Linked DNA regions of Sus scrofa: regions 1 and 2 are each linked to region 3. The links are chromatin contacts, called in public Hi-C and HiChIP or PLAC-seq maps. All regions are on one chromosome and are shown on one strand. The core of a region is the stretch at or near the end of the contact, and the rest is flanking DNA. Distances in the headings are between cores, read along the strand shown.

Region 1 (2,700 bases), core at 70-2,569, 200 kb before region 3:
TGGATGGTACTGGATGTGTTATCATACTGCCGAAGTTTTATTCAACATGTAAAATGACTCTTACAACTCTTCAACTCTTACAAGTTCATCACATGTGGTGGGGACAAATGGTCCGTAACTGCATGAGGAGAGCACGTGCTGTGTGCCACGGGGTGTGCAGAGAACCAGCAACAGTGCTAAGCCTACGGAAGTCAGAACCTGATAAGCAGGGAGTTAGAGATGATCAAGCACTCCACACAGAATGGCACAGGTGTTAAATAAATAGCTGTCTCGTTTGGTATTTTCAGCCGTCTTCTGAGTACTTTTTATTATTATTGTTATTATTATGGTAAAAGAACACAAAACATAAAATTTACCATTTTAACCATTTCTAAGTGTACAATTCAGCAGTGTTAAGGATATTCACTTTTTTTTTTTTTTTGGCTGTGCCTACAGCATACAGAAGTTTCCAGGCCAGGGATCAAACCCAAGCTACTGCAGTGACAATGCCAGATCTTTAACCACTTAGGCAACCAGGAAACGCCAGGATATTCACACTGTTATGCAATCAATTTCCAAAAGTTTTCCATTTTGCAAAACTGAAGCCTGGTAGCCATTAACTGCTCTCTGTTTCCCTGGCCTGCAGCCCCTGGCGCCACAGTTCTACTTTTCATCTCTATGAACTGGACTACTGTAGATACTTTATATAAGTGGAATCATACTCTGTATGTCTTTTTGTGCCTGGCTTATTTCACTTAGCCTGATGTCTTTCATATCCGCTTGTGTTATAGTGTGGGTCAGAACTTCAAAGAACTTCTTGATAACAGGATATGCAAGGGTTAATGGGAAGATCAAGATCGTAAATCAGTGTAATATGGGGACTTAGAGGAGGGGAGGCTAGACAGGCATCCTAGGTGGGCTCTAAAAGATAAGAAGAATTTGTCGCTGTTGGGGGCTTGGAGGAGGACGGGGAAGAGGTCGGTCACACCCTGAGAGGTAGGGGAGCCTGTGGAATGTTCAGAGAGAGCGAGCCCTGGCTGGATTATGTTACGGCTGCAGAGGATTCGTGGCATCCGAAAGATCTTTGTGGGGAGCTCTGAGTGCCCAAAGTCTCCGTGACAAAAAACAGCTCCGAAAACTGTCAGTCACATCTTACTTTCTCTGCTGGTGTTTAAGAAAGCGTTCTGCATATGGTGCATTTTTTTTTTTTTCCTTAAATGCATAAGAGACATGCAGTTGCGTAAAGCTGGAAGGAGTGCCAGTGTGTCCTTCTATGGGTGACAGGATTACAGGGAGGAAGATGCTGTGTGTGTGAGCAGCTGACCTCAGCAATGTCTCCTAGTTGGCTGGGTGGGTGAGCTTATGCCGGAAATGGGCAAGACTGACCGAGGCTGACCTTCTCACTCTGCTTCTTTCAGTGCCTGGCTTGGCACATGTGACTCTGTGGGAAGTGTCCTTGGTTGCTGTTGTTGTTTGTTTGTTTTAAAACATAAGAAGTTAGTAAGGAAGGATCTGTGGGGGAGAATGGTGGAAAGTGACGATGTTAAAATCACTAAGGTTCAGTGGGTGCTTGCCGGTTGCCCCAGGATGTTTCGATTTTCCTAATGTCCCCTCTGCAGAGTCATACTGTGACTAAAAGGGTAGGGAATTTTCGGCTTAGACTACATGAGGTCTCTGTGACCGTGTGCTCTCCATACAAGGCCTCTACAGTGTGTGATGTGCGTGTGCCCCTCTCCTGGGGGCCTCAGGCCCCAGGACGGTAGAGAATTTACATTTTTGCCCTTGGAGCCCTGAAGCCTTCTGGAGGATGCAGGACAAGTGCCAAGATGGCAAGATTTGCACTTGACCCGAGGCAGGATATTTCCAGCTGGTAAGGTCCATTGTGGGACTCGTCCAAGCATTCTAATTAATGGAGCATGCCAGAAGTGCAGGCAGTATTCCATTTTCTTGATTTGGTTAGAAGGAAGATAAAGAAAAAATTACACATGGAGTGGTAAAAGTCGACTTTCTGTAATAACCTCTTTTAAAACTTTGTAAATTTTGTGAAACATGTATTGAAGGTGTTGTTTTGTAAGACTCAGAGCTTCCAAAAAATTTACATCTAATTCAGGAATCTTTGTTCCACCTATGGGAGTGTGCAAAATGTCCATTTTATAAAAGAAATTGAAACCCTCAGGACAAGTATACTCTCTGGACCTTCATTTTTAATTCACTTTTTAGGTAATACGCAGAATCCAGCCCAATCTCCTACACCTTCTAAATCTATTGAATCATAATTAATTTTCCAAATGATATTTCTGAACTTCTGTAAGATCTTAAAAGTGTTTCCTCAACCCCAAAAGATAAAACTAAATTCACTACCTTTGGTATTAGAGGTGTGTTATTACACTCTGATTCTTGGAATGTTAATGCTCTAACTTTTTGGGGGGAAGGTAGTCATTTATTTTTATTTCTTTTATTTTTATTATTAAAATATAGTTGATTTATAATGTTTCTTCAAGTTCTGTTGTAAAGCAGCATGACCCAATCACATACTTTTCCCTGTGCCGTACGGTAGGGCCCCATTGCCTATCCATTCCAAATACAACAGTTTGCATCCAAAAAAAAACCCCAAAATGCCCATCCCTCCCACTTCCTCTCCTTTCCCCCCTGGGAACCCCAAGTCTGCTCTCCTTGGCCATGGTCTGTTTCTGTTTTTTAGGTAGGATCATCTATTCCATA
Region 2 (2,700 bases), core at 176-2,675, 140 kb before region 3:
TTCTGGAGCCAGGCTGCCTGGCTTAGACTCTCCACTTCATTACATTGCTTACGTTACTTCATTACACTGCCATCTGTTAGCTGGCATGAGGGTATCTATTTTTTGTTTGTTGTGAAAATTCGTTAATATATGAAAAGCACTTTGAAAGATAGCTGGAACATGCATACTTAGAAATCTTAAAATTATCGTCATTTGGCTACCATTACTATCATTAATATTCACGTAGTTATTTTGTATATTTACATATACACATATGCATGGAGACACTTATATGTGCTTTACTGTGGCATCAGCCAGCCTTTGGTCAACTCCCTTCAGAGAAGCTCCGAGCTCCATGGTGGAGTCAGGTCACCTGCTCACCTGGACCAGGGCTTCCTTGGAGGGATGATCTCGGCCATGCAGTGGCCGCAGCTCAGCCACATCTCAGATGCCCACTCCCAGGACCACCCTGGACTTTGTCCCTTCACAGCTGACAGTGTCAGCTCCACGTTTGATTATTAAACCCAGGCTTTTATTTCCCTACCTTGTTTTTCACTCTGCACATTGTTCACTCCCCTCTTAAGTTTTTGTAGAACTATCTGGCCATTCCTCCCCTCATAGGCCAAAGTTCACCTGTATGATTGTAGATGTCATTGCATTTCTGTTCTACATTCTGTGCCGCTGCCTGTCTATAGTCCAAGCATCTGTAAGCCTCCTAAGATCAGACAGCCTGTCAGTTGGAGTCCCTTTCTTATTTCCAGCACCTCGCACGGTACCTTGTCCGTAGCAGATGGCATCTGTATTTGAACTTTGACACACTGACTCAACAGATTCACAACCTTTAGAAATTCTATTTGGCACTTAATAATCTTATTAAGCATAGCAATTATAATTGTTGTACTAGACTCGACGTCTTTCCTTACATTTATATTCTGGTACTTGTATTTTTGTCTAATTCTCAGGACAGACCTGTAAAGTAGATATTATTATCCAGTGTTTTTTGCTTAGAGTCACCACAAAGTTAAGAAATGAGCCCAAAGTCACGTGGTTAACAGGTAGATGTTGGCTCCAGGACTGAAAAGTCTTTTCGGTGTTTCTGCAAAGCACTGGTCTTTTTTAGGATAGATTGCTTGCTATACAAATCTGGTAATAAATGTTCTATTATCCAACTCCTTCCCTCATATTTAAAATATCATTCAAAAATGCTCTTACAAAAATATGCTTAAGGGTTTAAAGAAAATGGAATCAAAGCTGATTGAAAGATTATGGACTGAATCCAGAGTTTTAGTACAGTTACTCAATGTAGCATAACTGGTTCCCAGCAATTGAATAGACCAGGCATATCAATTTTTTTAATAGCAAAAAATACTCACTCAGTAGTAGTTCCAAATAATATCTCTGTGGAGCAGCTGACTAATCACACTGCCAGCTGGTCTACAAGTTAAGTCTTGGCTGTGATGGAGCAGGTGCTGAACTTTGCTAAGAGGAAGGGTTTCTATTTAGAGAAAAGACAACTGTGAGGTTTCATTTTCCCAAACTTTATAAAGATCTACAACTCTGGTCAGGAAAAAAAGGAAAAAAAAGAAAAAAAGAAAGAAACAGGATGATGCGTAGTTGACTCGTTTGGGGAACAGATTGTAGTTTCCCTGATGTTTTGCAAGGAGCTTTTTATATACAAGGAGAAAAATTGGAATGTTCTTCGCCACCTGGGTTATTTTTTAAAACATTTTTTTTTTTTCTGGTCTGAAGAAGTAAGTCTGCAATAAGCCCCATGCCTTTCATGGATCTTACTGCCAATAACCTCTTAATTATTTTTTTGTTTGGGATTTATTCATAATTCCAGTATTTTCTCAAGACTCTCAAGTTTTACATATGAGATAATGGGCCACCTTTCACAGATAATATCTGAAGGTTTAATTGTTGTATGTTTCCTGTTTAATGTGGGACTTATAATAGATTGGCAAAGAAGACGTACAATCGTCTCTGTCACAGTGTTGAGAATGGGGACACTGAGGCCTGAAGTTGTGGCCTGACCTTGAGGGTAAGTCGAGAATCCGCTTACAGAGACACTAAATCTTCTTCCGTCTCCAAATCAAATGATCTTCTTCAATTCATGGTGACCTTGACCAAGGTTTCCATTAACCGAAAGAGCCTTTACCGAAAGGAACGCTCACTGGAAAATAGTGAGCTGCGACTGATTGGAAGAACATGGCATGCATCCAGTTTTCGGCTGCCTCTTCAGAGATTGTCCACTTATGTCCACACAGAAATGACACAGGATCGAACACAGAGGAAGGTCGCTTTGTCCAGGCATGTACGTTTCCGATTGTGTTCTTGAGCCATAAAATTAAAGCTTTAGAATAACGTATGTCACCACTGTTTCCCTCATTTGTGTGGAAAATCGAATGATGAGCAAATCATATACTCAGATTTTTTTTTTTATTCTAGAAAAGTGGGCAGGAAAAATAAGGTTTTCCAAGTTGTGTAGACTCTATACTGTTTTTAGACTAACTAGACATTAAAGAAGGAATTCATATTGGAATAAGAAATAGCACTGAGAGGCTTAAAGATGATTTTCCCTCTCGCCTTCTCCTGCCAAATTCAAGGTTAGAATGTCGATAGCCAGGGTTCCTTCCACCGTCTGTCCTGTCGTTAAATTATAAGTGTGGGGGTACAGAGTGAGCCTTCTGGTAAGGAAGAGATTAGATAGATAGATATAGG
Region 3 (2,700 bases), core at 172-2,671:
GCGTGGAGGCCCCCTCCTCTGCTGCAGCCTACTGTAGATTTCCAGGAAAGTTTGGAAATCTCTTCTCAACCAAACCCCTGCCTTCTGATGTCCTTGGTTTTGTGGGTTTGCATAGTGCTAGCTATGAAATGTAATTCTCGCGGTGGCTCAGAGGGAGAGGAAATGAAGACGTCTGCTTAGCTGGCCACCTGCAGCAGCCGGGCCTCCAGGCGGGCCTCCGCGTTCCCCTTGCTGCCCACAGAGAGTGCTTTTGCATATAACCTGCACTTGTGTTTTCATCGAAAAGTCATCCCTCGAAATAGCAGTGAACATAAGAAAATTATTCCCTTAGGGTTTTAAAGAATAAAATGTAACTGCATTGGGGAAACTACTACGCGTGCATGCGATAGATGTTTGGAGCAGTGGCCGAACAGCATCTCAGTTCATTCATGAAGATGATTTTGACCTACTAGATCCCCCAAAAGGGTCCTGAGAATCCCGGTGAATCATATTTTGAAGACTTGGCGGATGCCATCTTACTTTCGTTAGTGTTTTATCACATAAGTAGATCTTAGCAAATGTATTAGGGAAGATGTGGGTGTTACAGTCTGAGCACCAAGTATATGCTGTTTTCCTTCCTTCTCACAGGGTCCTTCTTGCTGGGACGATGTCTTGATCCCAAACCGGATGAGTGGTGAGTGCCAGTCTCCAAACTGCCCTGGGACCACAGCAGTAAGTACTGGTCAAATCCGTCCTTCCATTACGGCATCGCCAGTGTTTTTGGGAAATTAAAATAGAAACCAATTGCTAGTTGACTTTTTTTCCAATCTGACTATATTTACAAAAAGTGTTCATTCGAAACCGTTCATAATATTACCAAAAATTTTACCTGCACCATTTCCTTCCAGAGGCACTTTCCTAAAGACGTAACCTCTTTTGGTAACTATGTTAAAACATGATAATTTAAATTCCTCATGAGCTGATAGTCATGGAGTGTAAAGAAGTACCAGTTCAGAGTCTGGCGAAAGAAAAGAACCAAGCTATAAGGTTCATCTTTTTCCTAAAGCTGTGATATTTTGCGTTTACAGTCCATACCTTTCAGAATTGCTCTTGTTAGAGAAACGTAGAGTGGGTGACCAGCTCTAAACAGAACCGCCATTGTCTGTTCCCTGCGATCACCTTTCTCTTTGCAAACACATGCCGTCTATTTCACACAGAGAAGCTATTTGTCGAATGGTTCCCTAAGTACTAACGTTCTTCTTAAAATAATTGTATCATTACGGTCATGTCTGTAATTTGCCTATTGTTAGAGTTTCTACTTTGAAAATCCTTGGGTCCATCCTAATCTGGCTGTATGTGTTTTCTGAGCTGTAAATACCGTTATGGCGCCAACACAAATGCCAGTGTTAACTTACAAACTGTCACAGCCAGCTGGCAGTTAATACCTTCTCTGAGGAACAGAGTCTGTCGGTAGCAACAGGTAGAGTGTTTGAGCAGGATCGTTAGACCTGCCTTCTTTCTCCCGTCTGTGGATCCTTCTAAGGCCTCGGAGATGACAGTGAACAGCCCTAACAATCACCCTGCATCAAATGGGACTAGGGACACTGAACAGATTTTTATTCATGCAAATCCTAAGGAACACTAATGACTTGTATGTCACTCACAGATATTAAGGCATAATACAGTCTTGCAAGTGGGCTGCAGGGATGAAATTAAAGTGTATATATTTTATAGGCAGAATCCTTAAGTAGAATTTTATATAGCTACAAATATAATATGTTTATGTCATAGCATACATGCTATGTAGATACAACTACACTGAATAATAATTCACATCCTCTGTATGTATAACGTTGCAATCTCCATAGCATCTTTACAGCAATGGGAGGTCTTTTGAAAATCTACTTCAGTCTTTGACTGTCTCGCTCTGTGTACCTTCATATTAATTGGAAGGATGCAGCATAGCAGAATAGACAATCTTCCATCTTTAAGGATGTAGCTTCAAACCAGCCAAAGAGAAATACTGTGTTAAGTGGGGTTCTTTACTTGTTGAATATCCCACCTACCTTATGTATTGATACATAAAGTTTAGGATAAATTAATTTATATTTCTGACAGCAAAGTGAACCGACATCCTCTAAAAAATCCTTGCAGTGCACACTATATAACGCTTTTACTGGATGAAATTACGAACACATATTTTTAAAAGAACAGCTGTGCTGAAACACAGTAAGGAGAAGTTTATGTGCCAAAAAGGGAAGGCTGGACTCCAAAGAGAACATTCTGTAAGCTGACCATGAGAGTTAGAGACTCAGACTCGGCAAACACTGGAGAGTGCTGATGAGTTTCGGGCCTTGTCGAGGTTGAAAATTAAACCATAGAATTCTACATAAAGCAGCGTCATGGAACATGATTCCCTCTTAGGAGCAAGTGTGAGGCGTAGTTGCCTCTTCTGTTTTCACTCTAGGTAGAAATGTGACTCCTAAGCATCTGTAATCATAAACCGATCTTCACTTGAGTTTGGGGCCATGTTTCACTCCCGCTGTGTGCAACTGCCTAGTCTTGAGTCTAGAATGTTGTTTCACGTGGTCATGAATTGACAGTGTCAGGAACTGGGCTGCAGCTAAACCAGATCCTCCCAGAAAGGCCTGGGCTCTCTAATGAGTCCTAAGATTATAAAAGATAAAGTTTCATGGAGCATAAACTAACCATCAGAAATAT

Evidence for each region. A called contact is a pair of places that touch in the nucleus more often than the background predicts. HiChIP or PLAC-seq counts read pairs in DNA pulled down with a chosen protein or histone mark.
Region 1: a contact with region 3 is called in a Hi-C map of skeletal muscle, with 11 times the contacts expected there. The contact joins two enhancer-like sites. A contact is called at or near these places in 1 of 47 Hi-C or Micro-C datasets (skeletal muscle) and 1 of 2 datasets of contacts at active chromatin or transcription factors (skeletal muscle).
Region 2: an H3K27ac HiChIP or PLAC-seq map of skeletal muscle shows a contact between it and region 3. The contact joins two enhancer-like sites. A contact is called at or near these places in 1 of 47 Hi-C or Micro-C datasets (skeletal muscle) and 1 of 2 datasets of contacts at active chromatin or transcription factors (skeletal muscle).

The regions. Positions count from the first base shown.
Region 1 is chr1:5,865,507-5,868,206 of Sscrofa11.1, forward strand. The region is part of intron 2 of PRKN (parkin RBR E3 ubiquitin protein ligase); the gene reads left to right. Among named protein-coding and RNA genes, the nearest start is that of PRKN, 170 kb to the left of the region's middle. Within about 2 kb of position 1,320, at least 7 of the 83 cell types and tissues checked have an H3K27ac peak or open chromatin away from gene starts, as enhancers often do. A contact at or near this core is called in skeletal muscle, where this site is marked.
Region 2 is chr1:5,925,161-5,927,860 of Sscrofa11.1, forward strand. All of the region lies in intron 3 of PRKN (parkin RBR E3 ubiquitin protein ligase), which reads left to right. Among named protein-coding and RNA genes, the nearest start is that of PRKN, 230 kb to the left of the region's middle. Within about 2 kb of position 1,426, at least 1 of the 83 cell types and tissues checked has an H3K27ac peak or open chromatin away from gene starts, as enhancers often do. A contact at or near this core is called in skeletal muscle, where this site is marked.
Region 3 is chr1:6,068,005-6,070,704 of Sscrofa11.1, forward strand. It overlaps PRKN (parkin RBR E3 ubiquitin protein ligase), which reads left to right. Exons shown (of 11, transcript NM_001044603.2): 4 at 628-711. Among named protein-coding and RNA genes, the nearest start is that of PRKN, 370 kb to the left of the region's middle. Within about 2 kb of position 1,422, at least 3 of the 83 cell types and tissues checked have an H3K27ac peak or open chromatin away from gene starts, as enhancers often do. A contact at or near this core is called in skeletal muscle, where this site is marked.